2 separate regions of the Mus musculus genome follow, and region 2 is linked to region 1. Evidence: chromatin contacts called from public Hi-C data. All regions are on one chromosome and are shown on one strand. The core of a region is the stretch at or near the end of the contact, and the rest is flanking DNA. Distances in the headings are between cores, read along the strand shown. Region 1 overlaps Rad51b (RAD51 paralog B). Region 2 overlaps Rad51b (RAD51 paralog B).

Region 1 (3,647 bases), core at 730-3,229:
AACTCTTACCTAGAAGCCAGTTTTATCTTATTTTCTTCTCATTGTTATTTACTAATTTTTACATTTTTATTTCGTGTGTATATGTAGTATATGCATGTGTGTACATGAGTGTACATGGGTGAGAGCCACCCAGATGCCTATGGGAAGCTAGAGGTTGACTCTCCGGTCCCTTGCCTCAGTCATACTGCCTCACTTTTGAGGTAGGTCTCAGCAAACCTAAAGCTCACTGTTTTGGCTGAAATGGCTGGCCAGCGAGCTCCCAGGATCCCCCTGTCTTCATCTCCCAGCACTGAGGTTACCAGAGCACACCACCACGTCCAGTTTCTACATGAGATTAGAGGATAAGAACCCAGCTCTTCATGCTTGCATGTTGAGCGACTTCCCCAGAACCATCTCCCTCCCTGATTTCATACTTCAACGGTCAGGGAGAAAGTCATAATTCAACTGTTGAAGGAGCAAAGCATGAAAGTCTTGTTTTCCCCTTGGATAAAAGACATATATCCAAAAATATTAATATATTAATGTGTCTAAGGTAAATATGATTCTATCTTTCTCTTTGAAGAACTTTCAGTTCCTTGGCCTACCCAGGAGATAGTGACTGAAGCACATCTTCTCTGTCTATCTATCTCCCTCTCTTGTGATTATACATGCATGTATGTAGAGGCCATAGGTCAATCTCAGACATCCCTCGGGTGATCCACTTTGGTTTTTAAGACAAAGGTCTCTCATTTGGCCCAGACCTAATAAATGTGGCTAGGCTAGCTGGCCAGCAATGCCCATGAACTTCCCTGTCTCAGTCTCCCCCGAGCTGAGATTATGATCGCAGGTTACTACACCCACCTTGTCCTGTGAGTGCTGCAGGTATCATTAGGATCCTTAGGACTACACAGCAAGCACTTTACTGACCATTTCCCTGGGGTTTTCTTTTTACCGACATCAAGGCATCGGGCATCCAAAAAACTCTGTTGAACATTTAATAATTTTAAGGTCTTTAATGGTAACACCCATGTTAGTTTTGACCGCTGTTGTTTGCCTGGCATACAGCATGCCTGGCACACAGTATGTGCTCAAAATCTGTAACTTCAATCCACAGATGAAATTCCTACAGTAGCTGCAGTTCAGACTCAGTATGAGAACTTAGCAATCTACTAAGCATCTGAGACAATTTATCGAGAAAGGGGGATAACAGTTCTCATAGTTATTACAAAGATTAAACAAGTTCTACCACATAAAACATAGAAGATCACAAACACACACGTACATACATATACACACATATGTACACACACACATATGAGCTGGAAAGATGACTCAGTCACTGAGAGCACTGGTTGCTCTTCTAGGGGATCTAGGATTTGATTCCCAGACCCGCACTGTAACTCTAGTTCCAGGGATCTGGCACCCTCCTCTGGCCTCCACAGGTACCAAACATACACACAATGCATACACATACAAGCAGGAAAAACACCCATTCACATAATAAAATAAAATAAAATTTAAAACTAAATTATCCTTAATGTGACCCATGCTACTTGAATGTGTATTTAATGTGAAAACTTGAATTTAAAAATGTGACTACATTATAATTGATGTCATTCAATTTAACTTCATAACCATATTTTTATTAGATAACAAAAAAGGGCCAGAAAAAACTAGGAAGAAATGGAAATATTAAAATACAAAGACAATTAGGGGGGAACCCTCATACATAAGAAAATGTCTTAAAAGAAAATAACTCCTTTACATTTTATAGCTTGAAGCACAAGTAATAATTTCCAAGTGACAAAACTCACACAAATAGAGCAGCTAAGACATTGATTTTTACTGAAGTTATACTCTAGCTCTACCCCCCAAAATTTACTTCTTAAAGGCACTTACATGGATACAAAGTCCTAGGGGCGGGGCTTATCACAATGCACGTTAATCTCTCCTTCCACCCCTACCCCTACACTAGCTTCTTTTAAAAATAAGCCTACAGCGCCATCTACTGTGTCTGCTCTATCACAGCTCTTTTGACCAGCGAGCACTGCAGAAATGAAAACTGAGACTGTCACTTGAAAATCTTCTTCCAGAACAACAATATCAACCAACCAGTTTCCCCAGAGCTCCCAGGGACTAAGCCATCAACCAAGGAGTACACATGGCTCCAGCTGCACACGTTGCAGAGGATGGCCTTGTCATGCATCAATAGGAGGAGAGGTCCTTGGTCCTATGAAGGCTCGATAGATGCCCCAGTGTAGAGAAACTGAAGGTGGGGAGGTGGGAGTGGGTGGGTGGGCGGGTGGAGGAACACCCTCATAGAAGTGGGGTGGGGGGTGGGGTAGGATGGGATAAGGGGTTTCCGGGGGCGGGGGAGGGGAGGGGAACCGGGAAAGGGGATAACATTTGAAATGTAAGTAAAGAAAATATCCAAGAAAGAAAAGAAAATCTCCTTCCAAAGAAATGAAAGAAGCCCTTCTTCCCCCAGCATATACATTTATATAATATTCTTAGGCTTTTCTTTCCCCCTCCTTACTAAATAGAACTGACCATTAAAAAAAAAAATTCACAGTAGAGACCAGATAGCTCCTTTGTATGCTAAAGGAACAGCAATAATGATCTTTGTTGTTGCTGCTGCTGCTGCTGCTATTGTTATTGATTTGCCTTTGCAGTGCTGAGGAATCAAATCCAAAAAATCTCTATATTAGAGAAAAAGAAAATAAGCTACTGAGGAATTATTAAATATTTTGTTCAAGTCACAGAGCTAGTGAATGACCAGACACTCAGAGTAAATTTTTACACACAATATTTGTGTTACTGTCAGTGGATTCCCACTAATCACACTCTGGTCTCCAGAACTTCAGAGAACAAGCTCTACACGATGCTATTTATTCATTTCCCACATTCTAGCACCATTCCACCTTTCCAGTGTCCTTGTCAGGAGTCGGAGTATAGTCTACATCTACTTTTAGAAACTATTCTCTTGTGCTGAGAATGTACTAAAATACCTAGGCCCTACCCTGAAGGTTCTAATTCAGTGTGTCAGAATCAAGAAGTCGTTTTGTCTCTTTGTTTCTTTCGGGTTTTGCAATACTGAGATCAAACATTGACCTAGTGCACGCTAGGCAAGAGCTCTATCACTGAGCTACATCACCAGCCCTACAATATGAAATCTTTGTTTTTAACAAGTGGCCTCCAATGAACCTGGCGGAACCAGTCTGAGGCCTTGCATTTAGATCCATGGAGATTGGGGTGTGTGGGGTGGGCGGTGGCTTGGGCTATTCAGTCAGAATATTACTCACAAAAGAATTCCTCTACTTTTGGGTAAAGCTTCTCCTGATTTTTCAATTTGAAGTGTTTAAACTTAGAGAACTGTGAAAATACAAAGGTGTCACAAAATTAAAACATTTGAAGGACTCTTATTATGACTTTTGAAAGAAAGTATACAATTGGTAAATGCAAAACTTTAAATTGTTTTGTAATAATCTCAGAAGAGTACGGAAGGAATGAAGTCTTCCTGTTCTGTATACAAGTCCTTTTCTGGCCCTCTAAACACCTGACTCTCTACAGTGGTTTTCCAAAATCACTCCAGGGATTCCAACTCTCGGAGGTGAGGGAGCCCAAGAAGCCAGCCCCATCTTCTCCTTGCTTAGTTAAAACAAAGGTTC
Region 2 (3,647 bases), core at 796-3,295, 350 kb before region 1:
GAGAGAAGTGGGAAGTGGGGGCTAACCAAGCAGTCCGTAGGCTTGGCTTTTGGAAGTGAAGAGTTTGGAACTGTGGTCCAGTCGAGTGCTAGCATGTTGTAATCGGAGCTTAAAGGGTGATTCTGGTGGGAGTGCAGAAAAGCACACTGCAGACAGCCCTGGGGGCAGTGAAGGATGCCCATCCACCTTCAGGGGACACAGACTTACTCCATTCTACATAAGTTCTGAAAATGTGAATAAAGCTGGACTCACACGTAATGGAGTAACTTGTTTGGTAGGAGACATTTTAATATGGTGCCACATTGTGGCTATGGCATGGCTACAGTTCCCATCTTTAAGTCGGGTTTACAGTAAGAATACAAAGCAAGAAGCAGAGACCAAGTTGAGATCAATGTGTGGTTTGGTGAGGAAAAGACTGAACTCAGTTAAAACCGCAGGTAGGGCAGGTGTGGGAAGAGCTCCTAAAGTCATTTAAGAGAAAACTGCAATAAAGAAGAAACCTAAAGGGGCCTGGGGCCACCACTGAAGTGTTTGGCTTGCAGGTAAAAGGCACAATTTTCTTCCTCAGAATCCTCATTTAAAAAAGCAAAGCCAGACCTGATGGCACACTCTTATAAATCCCCACCCTGAAGACGCAGAAACAGGTAGATCCCCGGAGCTAACTGGCCAGCCAGTCTAAGTCACTTGATGAGCTCTAGGCCAGAGAGAGACCCCCTGTCAAAATAAAGCAAAGCAAACCAAGAGTCAAGGCAGACTGTCCCAGAGGAACAACAGCAGGCGCTGTCTGCTGCTCTGGGCGTGCATGTGCACTCACACAGCACAGGCCGCCACAGACACTTCAACAAAACAAAAACAAAAACAAGAGAGAGAGACACACACACACAGTGGAGGAGGAGGAGGAGGAGGAGGAGGAGGAGGAAGAGGAGGGACATAAACTATACTCTATGCTCTGGAACTACTGGAATGGTGCCATGAGTGCAGAACCCCAGAAGACTCCACTCACCAGAAGGTCCAGGGTGTCCACAATACAAATATAATTGAAAAACCTTTATTTAAAATGAGATCACCGACAAGTGAGAGAAAGGTGTCTGAACACAGTGACACATTAGCAATAAGCTGCTTCAACGAAGGCTGCTCAAACTAATTCTCTCCCAGGTCCAGCCTCCCGGGTACATGGATGTTGCTGTACCTGTGGTGAATGGGGCCAGACGACTATATCTACCAAGTTCTGGATTTGAAGAAATACAACACAAAAGGGTTACAGCTTGTGCAGGTTTATGCCAAGGAGGTTCCAGATAGCTTCTGAAGCCAGGCAGGGTTGGGTTCACTGTGTGGATCCCCTGAGTGGGCTGTGCAGGTGAAGCTCAAGTGGCAGTGAAGGCACCCCACAACACTGAAGATGCCGAGAAGTGCAATGTCCTCTTAGGAAAGCTATAGATACCCTGAGGAAGCAGCCGAAGAGAGGTAAAGTGTACTTCAGACACTGTAGGAGCGGTGCTACCCAGGCCTGTTGAAGGCCAGAGGAATCCACTATGAGCACTAGACACTGGGCATGGAACTGAAAGATTTAATGTTTTCCCTGCTGAATCTTGCTTTGGTCAGCTCTTCCCTTGCTATGCCCGAATTCCTTCCTTTGAAATGGGGAGGTTTATTTTACTCTGTATCATTTCATGTTGGAAATAAACAGGAGTTCAGTTAAGAGATGGTCTCCAGTCTCAGAAGAGACTTCACACATTTAAATAGTGTTGCTACTGAAAGATGTTGGAGATCTTTGTGGTTAGACTGAATCCATTTTGCATTATGAGATAGATAGCCACGGGCCAGAGTGTATGGGGCCAGAGGTGGAAAGTTACGGTTTGGATATGAAACCCCCTTAGAGACTTACTTTGTCTTTGAGCACTTGGTCCCTGATGGGGATGCTGCTTTTGTAAGTTATGGAACCTTTAGGATATCAGTCTTTGCTGGAGGAAGTAGGTCACTGGGAGTTGGGCTGTGTTATGGTGAGCTCTACTTCCAACCCTGGTCTCTTTCTGTCTGCTTCCTGGCCCACTAAGTCATGAGCCTGCAGTCTAATGCTCCTGCTGACACAGTCATGAGTCATTCCTACTGCCATGAGTTTTGTTTTATGATGGACTGGACCCCTAATGAAAAGTCCCAAATAATTTCTTCCTCTCTTAAGTTGCTTTTGGTCAGATACTTTGTCATAGCAATGAGAAATGTAACTAATTCAGGAATATAAAAATCACATTTGCCCAGTTGTCATCAGAGAGACTTCAGTCAGCAACTGATGGAAACAGATGCAGAGACCCACACCCAACATTAGACGGAGCTTGGGGAATCCTATAGAATATGGGGGGGGTGGTGGTATTGGAGCCAGAGGGGTCAAGGACACCACAAGAAAACCTACAGAAGTTCATAGGTGTTCACAAAGATGGAACTGCCAACAAGGGAGTCTACATGGGTCTGACTTAGGTCTTCTGTGTGAGACATTGGTATTGGCTAAGGATCCCGAAGACTAAGTTCTCAGCACAAAGGAGATTTATTTGCCCCAGAGGGACAAAGGGCAGAGAATAAGAGACAAAGACAGGAGATAGAGGACAAGGGAGAAGGGAGAGGGAAGAAAGGACAGGGGCAGGGGTACCTGAAAGGGGAGGAAGGAGGGAAAACACAGACAACAAGCTCTTCACTAAGCCCATTGTGGTCCCATCTTAGTCACAAGAGTTCATTTAGGGGCTGGAGAGATGGCTCAGAGGCTAAGAGCACCGACTGCTCTTCCGAAGGTCCTGAGTTCAAATCCCAGCAACCACATGGTGGCTCACAACCATCCATAACAAGATCTGATGCCCTCTTCTGGAGTGTCTGAAGACAGCTACAGTGTACTTACATATAATAAAATTACTTACATCTTTAAATGTAATTACTTACATCTAAAAAAAAAAAGTTCATTTTACCAGAATCCTTGTTTAAGAGCCAGAAGCACACGTGGTGAGCTAGTCTCTTCTTTTTCCATTTTATCTAAAGCAGGAGCTTTCTATGCAGGCCAGGCTGGACTCAGACTTAAGTGATATGTAAATTCTTATAATAGGACATCATCTACGTATAACACCATAAGCAGTAAAAACCATAGCTCCCCCCCCCCCTTTTTTTCTCCTTTTTGAGATTATGATATAGTTCATGTTCCTAATATTGCTTTTTGTAATCTCATGGTCAGGAAAGTTCTGCACTGCTTTAGCTTTATTTATTTATTTATTTATTTATTTATTTATTTATTTATTTAGTTTGTTTTGTGGAAATGGTGATAGGGGAGGAACATGCACATGCACGAATGCACGAGTGTGTGTGTGTGTGTGTGTGTGTGTGTGTGTGTGTGTGTGTGTGTGCACTGTATTATCCTCACAGGAGCTTTATATAGTATTTATATACTATTTAAGTACAGGCCCCAGAGACCTGGGGCTCCTCCATTAACTAATTCTGTCAGGAGTTCAGTTGCTATTTACTTTATCTCTTCTCATGGATCAGTAGTCCCCTGCAGGGAAATGACTCTCAAATGCCCAGACCTCTTTACCCTCTTCACTATACCATCCCCAAAGTACTGCAGACATCTCCGAGGCTAAGGCAATAATCAGCCTATGAATTCACTTCCTGAA

Evidence for each region. Hi-C and Micro-C count contacts between places; a contact is called where the count stands out from the background.
Region 2: a contact with region 1 is called in a Hi-C map of bone marrow-derived macrophages, with 14 read pairs. The contact joins two enhancer-like sites. A contact is called at or near these places in 1 of 15 datasets of contacts at CTCF or cohesin (large pre-B cells), 2 of 484 Hi-C or Micro-C datasets (bone marrow-derived macrophages and nephron progenitors) and 2 of 115 datasets of contacts at active chromatin or transcription factors (astrocytes and fibro-adipogenic progenitors).

Annotation. Positions count from the first base shown.
Region 1 is chr12:79,357,338-79,360,984 of GRCm38.p6, reverse strand. All of the region lies in intron 7 of Rad51b (RAD51 paralog B), which reads right to left. Among named protein-coding and RNA genes, the nearest start is that of Rad51b, 62 kb to the right of the region's middle. Within about 2 kb of position 1,979, at least 27 of the 459 cell types and tissues checked have an H3K27ac peak or open chromatin away from gene starts, as enhancers often do. A contact at or near this core is called in bone marrow-derived macrophages, where this site is marked.
Region 2 is chr12:79,709,654-79,713,300 of GRCm38.p6, reverse strand. All of the region lies in intron 8 of Rad51b (RAD51 paralog B), which reads right to left. Among named protein-coding and RNA genes, the nearest start is that of Gm36048, 87 kb to the left of the region's middle. Within about 2 kb of position 2,045, at least 5 of the 459 cell types and tissues checked have an H3K27ac peak or open chromatin away from gene starts, as enhancers often do. A contact at or near this core is called in bone marrow-derived macrophages, where this site is marked.